Linked DNA regions of Arabidopsis thaliana: region 2 is linked to region 1. Evidence: chromatin contacts called from public capture Hi-C data. All regions are on one chromosome and are shown on one strand. The core of a region is the stretch at or near the end of the contact, and the rest is flanking DNA. Distances in the headings are between cores, read along the strand shown.

What was found. Capture Hi-C pulls out chosen DNA fragments and counts their contacts.
Region 2: a capture Hi-C map of seedling shows a contact between it and region 1, with 1.5 times the contacts expected there. The contact joins the promoter of AT2G44770 here to the promoter of AT2G44940 in region 1.

Annotation. Positions count from the first base shown.
Region 1 is chr2:18,531,633-18,538,838 of TAIR10.1, reverse strand. It overlaps AT2G44940 (Integrase-type DNA-binding superfamily protein), which reads right to left and starts at 1,662. Exons shown (of 1, transcript NM_130059.4): 1 at 360-1,662. The coding sequence starts at 1,545. The coding sequence ends at 658. It overlaps AT2G44930 (transmembrane protein, putative (DUF247)), which reads left to right and starts at 7,087. Exons shown (of 4, transcript NM_130058.2): 1 at 7,087-7,176. The coding sequence starts at 7,168.
Region 2 is chr2:18,454,305-18,461,255 of TAIR10.1, reverse strand. AT2G44770 (ELMO/CED-12 family protein) reads right to left here and starts at 3,934. Exons shown (of 10, transcript NM_130042.1): 1 at 3,675-3,934; 2 at 3,355-3,488; 3 at 2,979-3,088; 4 at 2,761-2,829; 5 at 2,457-2,572; 6 at 2,320-2,374; 7 at 2,015-2,135; 8 at 1,784-1,831; 9 at 1,571-1,665; 10 at 873-1,471. The coding sequence starts at 3,439. The coding sequence ends at 1,370. It overlaps AT2G44760 (dihydroorotate dehydrogenase (DUF3598)), which reads left to right and starts at 6,326. Exons shown (of 5, transcript NM_130041.5): 1 at 6,326-6,896. The coding sequence starts at 6,471. It also overlaps the pseudogene AT2G44780.

The DNA of each region.
Region 1 (7,206 bases), core at 413-2,912:
TGTACTAAATCACTAATATGTACTCCATTTGTACCTTTTTATTTGATTGTTTAGAAAAAACACATATATTAAGAAAAGATATTAAATGTTGATTATAAATGTATTATTTTTAGTGTTTTACAGTTTTCTATAACTTTAAACCAATGATAATTAACTATTTTTCTTGAAAATTACAATTTATCAATACTAACCAATAAATATTATATGGAAAACTTAAAAAATCAATCTTTTAGAAACAATTTTTTTTTCTAAACAATCAAAAAAAAAAAAATAGAGGGAGTATATGTTATTTTTATTACTGATTAACTAGGCTAAAATGTATTGATATTGACAGAATAAGTATTTGATAAATGAGAATGTTTGTGAATAAATCATATTGAATTCTAACAATAATAGGGTCTAAAAAATACTCTCAAACGATTTTTGTAAGGCTACATTATATTATTCTGCAATATTTCAACATGTTATCACCACATTTATATTACACAAACACGATTTTGCTAGGAAAAAAAAAAGAAATTGTTTCTTTACAAAAAATCAATATCACTCAAGTTGGAAAGAAAAAAAAATATCAAACGTAAATAGAGAAAATGAAGAAGAAGTAAATGGCAAACTAATAAAGTGTTAGTGAGAGCTCTCTCGAGAGGGGTACTTTAGTCATTCAGATAGAAAAAACGGCTCTTCAAGCCGAAACCCAGCATCGGCTCCACAAAGCTGCCACGTGGACGAGTAGTAGCAAAACGCATCGTTTCGTATCATCATCTCATTCTCATCGGTAAACAAATCCGGCAAATCAAACAGCTTCTCTTCCTCACTGTCTTTGTCCGTACACGCCGAAGTCGAAGCACACGAAGCTTCCGAATACTCTTGACTCTGAGTCGTCGTCGTCGTGCTTGTGTCCGAAGAAAACAACTGAGCCACCACGGCTCGACTCGGCTCGGCTTCAACTATTTCAGCCACTTCAGAATTACTCACATCGTTGACCGAATCTTGCCAGTTAACGGCCGCTAAAGAGGCGGCGGCTTGAATGTCTTTAGGAGAATTTGTGACTGGACGAGGAAGCTCGCCGGCTAACTTGGGAAAATTGAGGTAAGCCGTTGTACCTTTAATGGCTAAAGCCGCTACGTCATGAGCTCGAGCTGCCATCTCAGCCGTTGGATAAGTCCCGAGCCAGATTCTTGATTTCTTTCTCGGCTCTCTAATCTCCGACACCCATTTTCCCCAACTCCTCATCCTCACTCCTCTATACGTCGGATGTTTATCTCCACCGTTGGTCTTTCGCCGTTTCCCACCTCCACCGTTTTGATCATCATCGTCTTCAACGGAGACTAACGATGACAATGATCTTCGAGATGCTTTTCTTTTAGAGTTGTCTTCCTCAATGAAGTTAGAATTTGTTGATGACGAAGAAGAGGAAGATGTAGTAGGTGAAGAGGACAATGAGGCGGAAGCGGTGATGGAGGAGGAGGAAGATACGGCGGGGATGGCGGAGGAGATAAAGGTAACTTGAGAAACACTACTCTCTATGTTGATTTGTCTTGCCATTGTTATGAGAGAAGAAGCTTTAGAGAGATGGTTGCACAAAAATAGATGTGAAGTGGGCTGTATTAATATTCCTCCACAATCTTTTTTTTTTCTTTGGCTTTTTCATATTATATGGAAAAAAATATAATGTTTTTTCTTTATAATAAAACGAAGGAGGCAGTATGGAATGGGGTCCATAGAACAAAAAAGATATTATTGAGATTCACAGTTTCAGCGAACCAGTTTTGTTCCATGTGAAAATAAATTGAAACAACATGGTTTTATTTATTATGTACATACACAACAATTTTGTTATTAAAAGGAAAAATATTATGTATTTTATTGAGGGAAAAAAGAACAAAAATTAATTGCATGGCAAGTCGTTTAAACTTTTTTTTTTTTTACTTTTAGTCTAATATGGCCCGACCCTCGTGCATGTGCGTCACCTCTTAACACATGAATTTCCCATCTTCTACTTTTATTCGTCCAAACAAAATTGGAGTTAGTGTCACGTCGTCATTTATAAAAATTTAGCATCTATTCTAATTTCTATTTCTCGTAGAGTTTTTTCTTTTTCGTAAATATGTTAGATTGGTTAAATTAAGAAATAGAGTACGAATACAATGCCAAGACTCGGATAGAACCCATACACAAATGTTGTTTCGGAATTTTCATTATCAGACTAAAAATTTTAAGTATATATTAATCTATATACTATACGTAATTAAAAAAGGTTAAACGATAATGGGCGATTTTAAAATAATTAATTTAAATTTGAAAGAACATTATCAAACCCCAACCCCAAAACCCTATATTATTGGGGTCTATTAAAAGACTTGTCAGAGTTTTTGTTTTCTAAATTAAAAGAACGTCACTTTTTTCGAGTAAATAACCTAGTTAACGACTTACGACAGTAACTAATTATGTCCAAATAATCAAATTACATGTCGGCTCGAGGTATTTGTTTACACGTGCCGTAAATAAGTCGAGTATACACTAGGAGTAATAAAATAAAGAAACACAAGATTCACACCTAGCCTCCTTGACCAAAGCATTAAGCCATCTCTTTCAATTAATTAATTTCATAATTAAATGTCATTAAGCTTTTTGTTTCCTTCTCGAGAGGAAAAATAAAGGCATGAAAGCATAATTGAGATGGCTGTCCACGTCATTAGATTTTAATTAATACGAATGGGTCTAGGTATTTAATATAAAACGTACACGTACCATATCAAATTTATGTGAAGGAATATGTATAGAACGTAACTATATATATGTTATTGTATCTGTGTAAGACTGTTAGTACGTCATATTCGATTCGGCGCCATTATAATTAATTAGGAAACCACTTTACTTGATATTTATTGTATATATGGCCATTGGCCACCACAATAAATAGAAAATACTCCTTCCATTTAATTATTTCCCCCAGTTGTTATTATAAAAGAATTCATTGAACAATTAATGAACGACATTATTAACACGTATATGTAATTATGTGTACAGTATATGTACATATACACATGCAGGCACAGATTCTCTATATATGCTCATAGTTGTGAAATAAATCGAGCTAGTAGCTTAGTACTGTCCACTTCAGGAAAGTGTGGCTATTGTTCATTTAGAATCTTTTTAGTTGATTGAGGAATATTGACCCCATTAGTCACACTGATCTGCAGGTTCTCATTTGTTTTATTATATAGTCCAATTATATTTTATATGATATTGTCATTCATCCTTCGTGATTATAATTGACATCACGGTGTGATAGACTGATAGCTGCGATGATGGTACATTGTGGTAAAATCATGAAATGATGAAAATGGTATACAGTTCAAAAACGTTTTTATATGGTAGGTACATAATAGTAGTAGAATAATGAAAATGATGACAATTGTACAGGTGAATAACGTTTTTATATTTCAATCATAAAACGTCAAAATATATTAGAAATTGACACAAGTTGGTTTTCGTCGAAAAAACAGAATACTTATATTTGTCAATGATTTATATTTTAATATTCGTAATTGATCCTAGCATTTTGGGTAGTAGCTGGAAAATTCTGATATGCGAGTTTCCATATTCAAAACGGAGACCGACTTTTATATCATAACGACTAGTTTCTTTGAGTGGTGATAACATGTGTGTGTGTTTTGATCATTAGAGAATATTGGTAAGAGAACAATTAGGAATTCAAACTATCGCTAAGTATGAACTCAAGTAGTAAGAGTTATATATGGTAGGTGTATTTTGGAAATAAATTAGGAATAATTTCGGTATATCTCTGCAATATATAGTTTGAAAATATACGACGGTAGGTTTGAAATAAATTAAAACACAACGTAGCTGATTGAGCTTTTTCTATTTGTTAAACAACTGTGATTGAGTTTGATAGATTAAAAACAAGTTTTCGTGTATATATACACAATTTTAAGTTAGAATCATACAGATAGATACAAAATAAAAGTCTAAAAAACCAAGAAAGAGAGAGCAGAGATTGTGGGAAAAATCTGCGAGCGATATACGATGATTGATGTGAGATTTAATAATTTTATATAAGTCAATGGGCACACATGGCGCACATGCCACTCGTTTTTAATCGTACAAAAATAAAATATCAAAGACTTAAAGAAAAGGAGAACCACTATTTTTATTTTTTCAACAAAGAAAAAAACAATTAGTTAAAAGGAAAACACAAATAGAATGAGAAAATTCCTCTAATCTTCATGTTACATTATTCATATCATCGATCGGCGAAGAGTTAATACGGTGTCAGCATGCAACCAAAACTGGTAGTAAAGAAAGAACCAATCAAATGTCGCCATCTGGTTAATACTAGTGTGATCAACGGTGGAGATCAGATCTCAACGACGTTGTATATAAGGATGTTTTTTGATAGAACTTTTAAAGATATTGACAGTCACATATTATGCTAAAAGGTAAAAAGGAAAAGAAAAAATCTGTGAATGTAACCATACGGTAAGGGGAAAAAAGTGGTCCTAATTCATCATTCTAAATTCCTTCTATTTCGTGGAAAAAATGGATTCTGTATTTCTTCATATATAAACTATATATACATTGATATATCGCAGTGTGAATAATATACTAGCATATAATGCATCGATACGTAGACATAAATCAAAGTACAAATATGCATATAATGCATCGATACGTATAAAAGGGGTAAGGGAGAAGCGGTTCAGAAACTTAAATATGATGTTCCCTCTCACTCTTTTGTTCATTCAATTCTATGTTTCCCTCAAAAAGAGGTAATCGTATTAAATTAAAATAAAATATAAATTGGAAAATTTTCCATTAGCTAGTAGGCGATGGGCAAGAGTCATGAGAGACGTATTGCTTTTCTCATAGATCCAGCTTGGTTTTATTTTATAACAGCTACTACTAGTATTGAGCTACTACTTTGTGTTGTTTGATAGTGCAACTTAGTTTACCTGTTCCCCTTTGAGTGCGAGGAACTCTCGCAGAATTTAGCAATAATGTTTTTTATAAACTCTGTCTTCATTGATTTAGATGAATTTTGCAATACAAAGTTGAGACAATAAAATTAGCGAGAATCTGATTTTAAAATAGAAATTATCAAAAATGTCTTGTTTGTATTTCAAAGTTCAAATTCACATTTTTTTTAAGTATATTGTTATATGAAAATGAAAACCAACAAAATAATAATGAAGTTATTTACTGAAATATCTTTGCAAAAAGCCATGATACTTTTATAAAACGTTTGATGATGACAAAGTTTTTCAGCTAAAAACAGGATAGTAATCCAAGAAAATGTTTTTTTCTTTGTGGTATTTTTCTTTGAAATCATAAACGTACCTATTATAGTTTTTTTGGTAATTGTGGAAGTTCGTTGAGTGGTAACATCCCTTTGGGCCACACCAATTCAGATCCTCCAAATCTTGCTTTTGGTCCGACTGAATATCATTCTAGTTATAATAATAACACGATTGTAATTAATATATATTAAGACCCATTATAATTTCAAAATATTTATGAAAACATGTATTGAAATTTCTGTGTTCTATATAAAACTAAGGACTCTCTGTTTCTTCTTCTTTTATTAAACTGCAGGACTCGGTGTTTCAAATGCAATTTTTTTTGTTCTTTTCCTTTTTATATAAAATACATAAACAAATTAGTAATGTAAACGACTTTTCTTTTAATATAATTGAATGATAAGAAAATAGTCTCCAAAAGTTTTTAATACGTTACACATGCACATTAGTAATAAATTGATGATTACTAAAGGTTTCTTTCACGTTGGATATTTTAACATTTGATCTAATCCCGAAACCGTTGGATTACATAGATTTGGAGTATTTATTACAACACAAATGTTTATTACCAATTTATTTTGAATTTAAAACCAGAAACCTTATACTAACGTTGGTAATCGACATCAATATTTTCAAATATAAAAAAAAATAGTTACAAAAATAAAAAACAGAGATTAAGACCTTTCATGAATACCTTTTTGTCATAGTGAAAACTAAATTAAGATTTATATTTATAAACAAATCCAGTCATGCAAGGGAAAAGGTATGTATAATGTAGAGGAAGAACAAAATTAAGAGCGAAATAGGTCTACATCACATCATTTATATATCTATTAGTGGCTGCCCTACGAATTGTCTTTGTCTCCATAATTTTATTTGTCATATTAAATTGCATCTTTAAAGAGACAAAATTTGATTATGATCCACTTTTTTTTTTTTTTTCTTTTCTCCTATTTTTCCACCCCCGAATAATTCTTGAAGTTTCTGCTTCTTTATTTACTTTTCATTATTATATGTCCATCTTTATTTTGGATTATATGCTCGCTCTTGTAACTTTTGCGTTTTTTTCTACTTGGAAAATTAATATTTATAGTCAATGAAAGTTAAATACTATAGATAACCAATGAGGTGTCCTTCATCCATACGTTGGGTATAAATGAATGAATAATGTATTTTGTCACATTTAGACCCCCACCACTATTGTGAGAATTTTGTAGGTCTCTAATTGATATGTTTTTTTTTTCACAAAACGAATCCAACAACAGGTATATCGCTCATAGTTTAAGGTATTCGAAACCGTTAAAAAAAAGTTAACATGGCAAGTATCAGTATCACCTGACAAAATAATTAGTTGCCTATGATTGGAAAGAAAAAGAAGCGCCGAAATTGTAGTTTGGTTAAGATTGTCTTGACAGTTGTAGCTCCGACCCAAATGATATATAGGGGCAGACTTAAAGCCCAATGGGCTGATATTATGATGGGCTCTAGTAACTGTTAAGAAACCTGAGGAAACTTGTGTGAGGAACATCAGATGGTCCAATGTGTTCCGCGTTGGACTTTTGTTTGTTTGTTATTCTTCACCTCCTGACAGCATAATTCTTTGCTCGGAAGATGATTTAAACAGAAACATATAAAGGAATGAAAAAAGTTGGGATAAATTTCCCTAAGGCAGAAGCAATATAAAAATGCTTGAATTAGATAGCTTCACACTCACGTCATTTTGTGATCTTATTTATAAATCCCTAACCTCGTGGTGTGAAAACCCACGCACAATTAAATATATATTCAAAGAAGAAACGTGCCTTTAATCCAAATATCGTTAGTTATCACTTCTATATCAGCATACATGGCCAAGGTTCGAGGAAAACCTAAATTTGTTTAATTA
Region 2 (6,951 bases), core at 2,685-5,184, 80 kb after region 1:
CCATTATTTCCTCCTCTTCACATCTTTAATTTAAAATAGCTCTCCACGTTTAAACCTCAAGATGGCAACGAATGGTCTTTTCCTTGTTATGGGCTTCATTGCTATCGACCCAGGCCCATCTGCAGGCCTGCAGTCTCTATGACTTAATTAGAGGCTAATCAATGGGCCAATTGCGTGGACTACACAGATTGGGTTGCGGGAAAGACTTTCAGGGTTGGTATTATAACTTATCGTACAAGAAAACTCTGTTTCGTTTTAGGTAAGTGGCTAATGTTAATCTTTGAAACAGAGTTCAAGTACGGTGGATGTGAATGTGGTTGACAAAGCCACATATGAATGGAGACGGCTCATCCGCGACAGAGAACCATTCCGATGGAGACACCAAAGTTGATCTGACGACAGTAGGACCAAACTATTTCATCTGTCCTACACCCGGTCACTGTCTTGGTGACATTACGGTCGTAGCCTCTCCTTTCTCTCCTCCACCCCAGACTCGCAGCCGTCTGATGGAACACACGAAGCTGATTCAGGGTCAACTACGCCATCAAATGATGCATCAAGCGGACTAATAGTAATAAGCTACGTGGTGGACTGGTGGTCGGGATGTCGTTGGTGTTGGCTTGCAATGTATGGATTATCAAGGTGTGTGTGAATTGATGTGTGAGCCACTGATCAGCCCTTCGTATTCGACATGATTATTGTGCTTAACTGAATTTAATAACAGATTAGTGAGAGCGCTAATCAGTTTTCTGATACATCAAATTAACAATTAGCCAGAGTGTAAGAATCTAGACTATAGTATAAGCGTGTTGATTGTAGTAGGGCTTTGTAGATCTAATAATTATTTTGTTGCTGTAGAATAACTCGTGACTGCTTGTGAAGGCCGTCTCTATTATTCACGCAGAATTTTCACAGCTATAAACAATCAAAGTAACTTCTTTTTTTTAATACACAAACAAATGAAGTTTTAACCTCGTGTAGAGTCTTTAACAGAGACTGCTTTTGAACTTGTGGACATCACCAAATGATTATTATCCCCACACAATAAGATCAATCACCCACACAGTAACTAAAAAACCTGAACGTTGTTAGAAAACAATTCCATTTTAGCTACACACTCCTTGCAACCAAATTGAGATTTATCCCAACCTCTCCCCGTCTCTCTCACACTCTTTTTCTTGTTTTAATATAACAAGTAACAACTCGGTGTTGAAGTTGTTTCTTAGAACCACCAAACACAAGAAAAGGTCAACGAAGAGGTAGAACCGAAAGCGTTGAAGATGAAAAGTGAAGAGAGAGAGAGAGTAGAGCAACCTTGTGTTATCCTGAGGTTAGAAACTCTTCTTACTATTTAATATCATCATAAGGGCTATTGATTGAGAAGAGCGTAGGAGGGTAAGTCCTCAAGATGCATTATGTCTTCCAGCATCAGCTCTCTCTCCAGCTGTCTCCTTGTTGATTTCATCACCGTCTATGTCATCCAATATATTCCAAGACAAAGCATCAGCATCGCATGTATGTATGTAAATGACCAAACTAATGTCAATGCTTTGTAACGACTATTACTTACGTTAAACTCCATGTATGAGGCACGCATTGAAAGCCATTGCTGATCCATTAGCTTGAATGCAATGCAATAAAGAAGGTCAAATGCAGATTCGTTCTCTGCTTACACAAATACCCAATACATTTATCTAAATCAGTGTCCACATCTAATTGAAGCACCATGTGTGGAAAAAGGCTTTTCATTATGATAAGACCACAGCATTGTGTGAGAGATTACCAGAAAGAAATTTCAGAAAAGTTGCCCCAACAATTGTTCGCGGTTTCACTGTACATTTTAAAAGTATATACATCAGAATGACAGACTATGAACAATATGAGACATCTGCCTAATGCATGCAAGAAGATTCTATAGTAGTTATGTGCTTCCCAATCCTATGACTCCAGATGTCAATAGCAACTATCACAATCATGAATCATGGTAGGTAAGTAAATTCATGTGGCTGTATACCTGCTTCAAGGTCAAGCATTTGGATGAGCATGAATGTTAAGTTGATACCAGCGACAGCAAAGGGGTATTCCCACACAGACCGATCCCCAACCTGTTTCCTCAGAAGGTCCTGGAAGGATTTCTGCAGCATATAGACATGTGCCGTTTAAACTAAGTGACATAAGTGGATCAGCAAGATCTATAAGAGGTGAATTCATGAATAACTGATTGATCGATAATTTATGATGCATGGAAAGTGAAATTTATAAAGGAAAATCAGCTCATTCTTTTCATGAAATGTTTGTATATGTAGTGTATAGGTATACCTGAAAGTTCCTGGCAAAGTACAGCAAGTTTTCAAGAGATATGAAACCACCACCCCTGCCAGATGATGCACTGTAAGTCAGAGAACATATGCAAGAAATACCTGTAACATAAATGATAAGGAAAGTCCGTGTTATACCTAAAATCTGTTGACGGATCTTTGCCCTGCCAACCCATCTCTTTCCACTGCTCAGATATTAATCCATGAAGCTCTTCTTCAGGAAAGGAAAGTTTCCACAGCTCCCTTAGAGCTTCCTAAGAGCATATGACGAAGTAACAAAGTAATCATCAAAGCTGGTACATTTGAATTTATGATGCTAGCTTACAGTAAAAAGGCCACGGGACGAAAAGATACAATATTCTACCATCTTCAAATGATGGTTCAAGTCCAATTTTGTTTATGAGAAATTCTGAAAGCTTAAAACCCCTCAAGAAAAGTGTACCTGATGCAAGGGTATTGTGCTATCATAAGCTACGTCAATGCGGTTCTGCAAACTCTGCAAGCATTCCTCCTGCAAATTCCAACAATAGGGTATTAGTAATTAGGTACCTGGATACACTTAGAAGTAAGGCAGCTAATCTAAAGAGGACAAACACGTTATTTATAATGTAGGGAACAATAAATGTAAACTTCCAACTCGAACAGTGGAAAGTCAAGTACCTGAGCAGGTGTTAGATCAAACGTAGAATTTGCGTCACTATCTCTTCTCTGAGCACAAACACAAGAAAGACCTCGGCCTAACCAAGCTGCTGATCCAGGCACAGCCTCAGCTATAACAAAACAAATAAACTCCAGTGTTATTGGAGCTACAGTGGTTTCAACAGAGGAATAGTACGCATAGGCACACTAGTCTAAATCTCTAATCCATAAAACTCTATAAAACCACACAGAAACAAAGCTTATAGACAACTCTATACTACGAAATCTGCCATATACTAAGGTTTAACATCAACCACAATTGTAGAGAGATAAGCTTAGATACTAAGAGAAGCAGAAACGCTTTTCTCAATGAAACGCTAAGAGATGATGAAAATACCAGATGATGAATTGTAAACGCTTCCTCGTTCGAGACCCTGAGAAATCCGCCTAACAGCTACGAACGAGCCTTCTCTATCATCCATCTCTCACTTTCTCTTATTCGCTCCTCCGATTCACTTCAAAATCTCCATCCTGCGAACAATCAAATGCAGAACCAGATAATTTCATCAGCAATCGAATTTTTAAAATCAAATCAATAAGAAACCAATCGGAAACCTGATCAACTACTACAGACACAATGCGAATCACAAAAAACGTCACGATTGATACAGCGAGCTTCAAAAACCAAAAATAAAGTAAAGAGGAGAATTCAATCACCGTCGAGGATCGAAAACTCAAAACCAATCGAATCAAATAGCGATCAACTTCGAATCCTCAATGAAAACAGAGAAAGAGAATCTTGCGCGAAGAGCAAAGCAAGAAAGCAACAGCTTCAAGATCTACTGAGTGACGCCGGATATTTATCGGCGATAGAGATAATCGGACGGCGAAATCAAGCGAAAGAGGAGAATAAGGAAGAAAAAAAGATTTCAGCATAAATTTTTGCCGTTTCTTTAATTGTTTGGAGGTTTGGAAATAAAATAAAAAAGGAAAATGAGATTTTTATAGTTACGACGGACAGGGCTGGTGTACAGGTGGCAATTAGGCTGGAGGACCCCGCGCGTGTACTTCAATCGTTTTCAGCGTCGCCGTCACAAGTCATACCGGACTAAAATAAAAAGTGACTTTGGTTAGGTCATTAAGCATTGGTTAATTAATTTGGCACTTAAGTCAAACGTCAACGACTTTTTAATCCCTTTTTTTTTGTCGTAATATATGGTATAACACAAGTCATAGAGTTCTGATTTTTTTCCTTCAACTACCATTAGAATAAGTAGATGCAATTTTGACGTATATTGTATTATGTATTTTTCTGAGTTTAAAATCGAAATTTTGTAGATCGTCACGCGCCGGTCGGCGACAATTGCAAAAGGCGAGGGATGGGCCATATATTTTGATGTGTGAAGTTTAACTAAAGCCGGCCTCCGTATAATTACTCATTGTTTTCTGGTCCACCGGATTGTTAATCAATCATCCAACACATGTGACATGTCCCTATAAGGAGGTTTTTTAAAAACTATGTCAAAACTTGAGGAAATGTTACATTTACAGCAAGCAAAATCAGAAACTAGCCCCTATTACAATTCTTTTTTTTTTTTTTTTTTTTTTGAATTGCAATCTTTATAGAGCTTTATGGTTATGGTACGTGTAATCTTTATAGTCCACGTGATTTAGCGTGAATGGAACTCAAGACTGGTCGCTACCATCAACACTATGGAAACTTTCGCGAGCACATGCACATCATTACTCTTTTTCAGAACATTCTTTTCCTCTATCCAACTAAATCAAATTTTCTATTCAATTGGCCGGTTATCTGAATTCTACTTCACTTGCATTTCATATTTTCTAAAGTACTGAAAATTTAGCTACCATCATATGAACTATTTTATTCGTGAATTTTATATAAGTGAAAGCTGGTGTCGCTAAGTATATATACAAATTAGATCGAATATTTAACCATGTTAAAATTTACGTTTGTTATCTGAAGTTGAGTTGCGTTAAAAGTTTTCCTAGATTCCAACGATTATCCTTATATGCTTGGAAAAAAGCAAGAACATAGATAATTGCTACACCTTTACTTGAAGTCAAAGTAATAGCCTTTCTATGTACGGGTATTATCAAGAAAACATATACATATCTTCTTCTTTTTTGTTGATAAACATACACATTATTTTTATAAATAGAGATTTCATACCAAAATTTATAATAGAAACGAGAATTATTCTTTAAAACATTCATATAATGGTTAGTCATAATTAAAAAAATTGCCATGATAAAACATGAACTATATATATTTTCACGTAACACTTCAAGTACTTAATCAAAATCTCATAAAAATATTCAAATTGGTAATCCAACTAATGATATATTCATTTAGAAAAACTTATAATATTTTATAGAGTCACCTTATACATTGTCAAACCTAATTTAACCTACACCTATGACCTATAAAAAATCCCTAAACTTCCTAATTAAAAAATTACTTAAAGAGAATATTTGACAGAGAAAACTATAAGATTGTTGATGAACGAATAACAAACAAGTAAATCTTGGGTTGTCGACTGACCAAACCAATTAACGCAAACACAATATATCTCTATATATTATCAAATATCAGCATCATAGAAACAATAAATAAATACGAAACTATGAAGCAATAGTGACACAACAGGTACAACTACCGTTGCACCAGTTGGAATAGATATCCTCTTCTGATTCTGAAACCTGATTTACCTTCAGATTTGGTCAAAGCTCTTAGTTTATGGCCTTCATGTAATGTTTTTTCCGCTGTCAATTTTGTCAACTAAAGTATTTAATATCACTACTTATTTCGTTTTCATGTACTGTATTTTATTACCTTCCTTTAGCTTTACGCAAAAAAAAAAAAAAAAACTACTTTCCAATGACCTTTGTCTGGTCAATGCTTCATTCGCCAATGCACCATTCCAACATACTTATTTTGAAAACTCAAAAACCATCAATCCGAAAAATTCGTCTTGGTGTTAGTATTCAATGTCTTGATCTCCAGATTGCACGTATATGAATCAATATTAATACACCAAAAAGTTTTTAAAATTGAGATTGAAAAAGTCATCATTACACCTTTTTAAGCTAAAGAAAGAAAGAAAGAAAACCTCCTTTATAAAACTCCCCGTGGTCCATTAACTTTGTCGGCCTTAAAGGAAACGTCGATCACCAGTAACCTTCCTACCAATCACAAGTTCACTTCCCAAAAAAACTACGAAAAAGAAAAGTAAAGAAGATGCTATACTGATTCTTTTTTGAACAAACTCATATTTCCCATCTAGGATCATAATTCATACATTTAGACAGTTGAGCCCAAAATATTGAATGTTATGGGCCTAAGCCTGTATTAACGGTCTACTATATACTTCTTAAATATTGATAATTATGGGCCTAAGATTGTATTAACGGCCCATTTAGTTATCATTCTATGTTTCAACGCCATCTTGCGAGTCACTTTGCTTAGTTCTTCTCATCATCATCTTCTCTATGATTCTTCAGAAAACGATGCAATCACCATTTCTTCATCTCTGTAAAAGCTTCACTTCTTCTTCTCCACTTTCATGTCACAACCACAATATATGCTTTGGATTTCATAATGCTCTGTTATCTCCTTCAATCTGCAATTTCCAGCGACGAAACAATGTCAACGGGAGAAAAATCGTTGCGCAGGGATCAAGACTAAACGACGGAAATAGCCGTCCGGCGGGAAACAAAGGGAAAGTAAGTCTGAAAGGTAACAAAGAGAATATATGGAGCGTTGACAACGAAATGGCGGAGAAGGATAAGCGTAAGGTGAAGCCAAAAGGAAGAAAAAGCGGGAAGAGATTAGGTGGAGGAAGAAAGGGTAAATTCGGTAGAGTTTTGGTTTCAGGGACGATGTTGATCGAATCCGAGACTGTTCTTCAAACTCAGGTATCGATTTTCAGATTTCAATTTTCTCAAATTTTCGTCTGTTAGCTAATTTCTG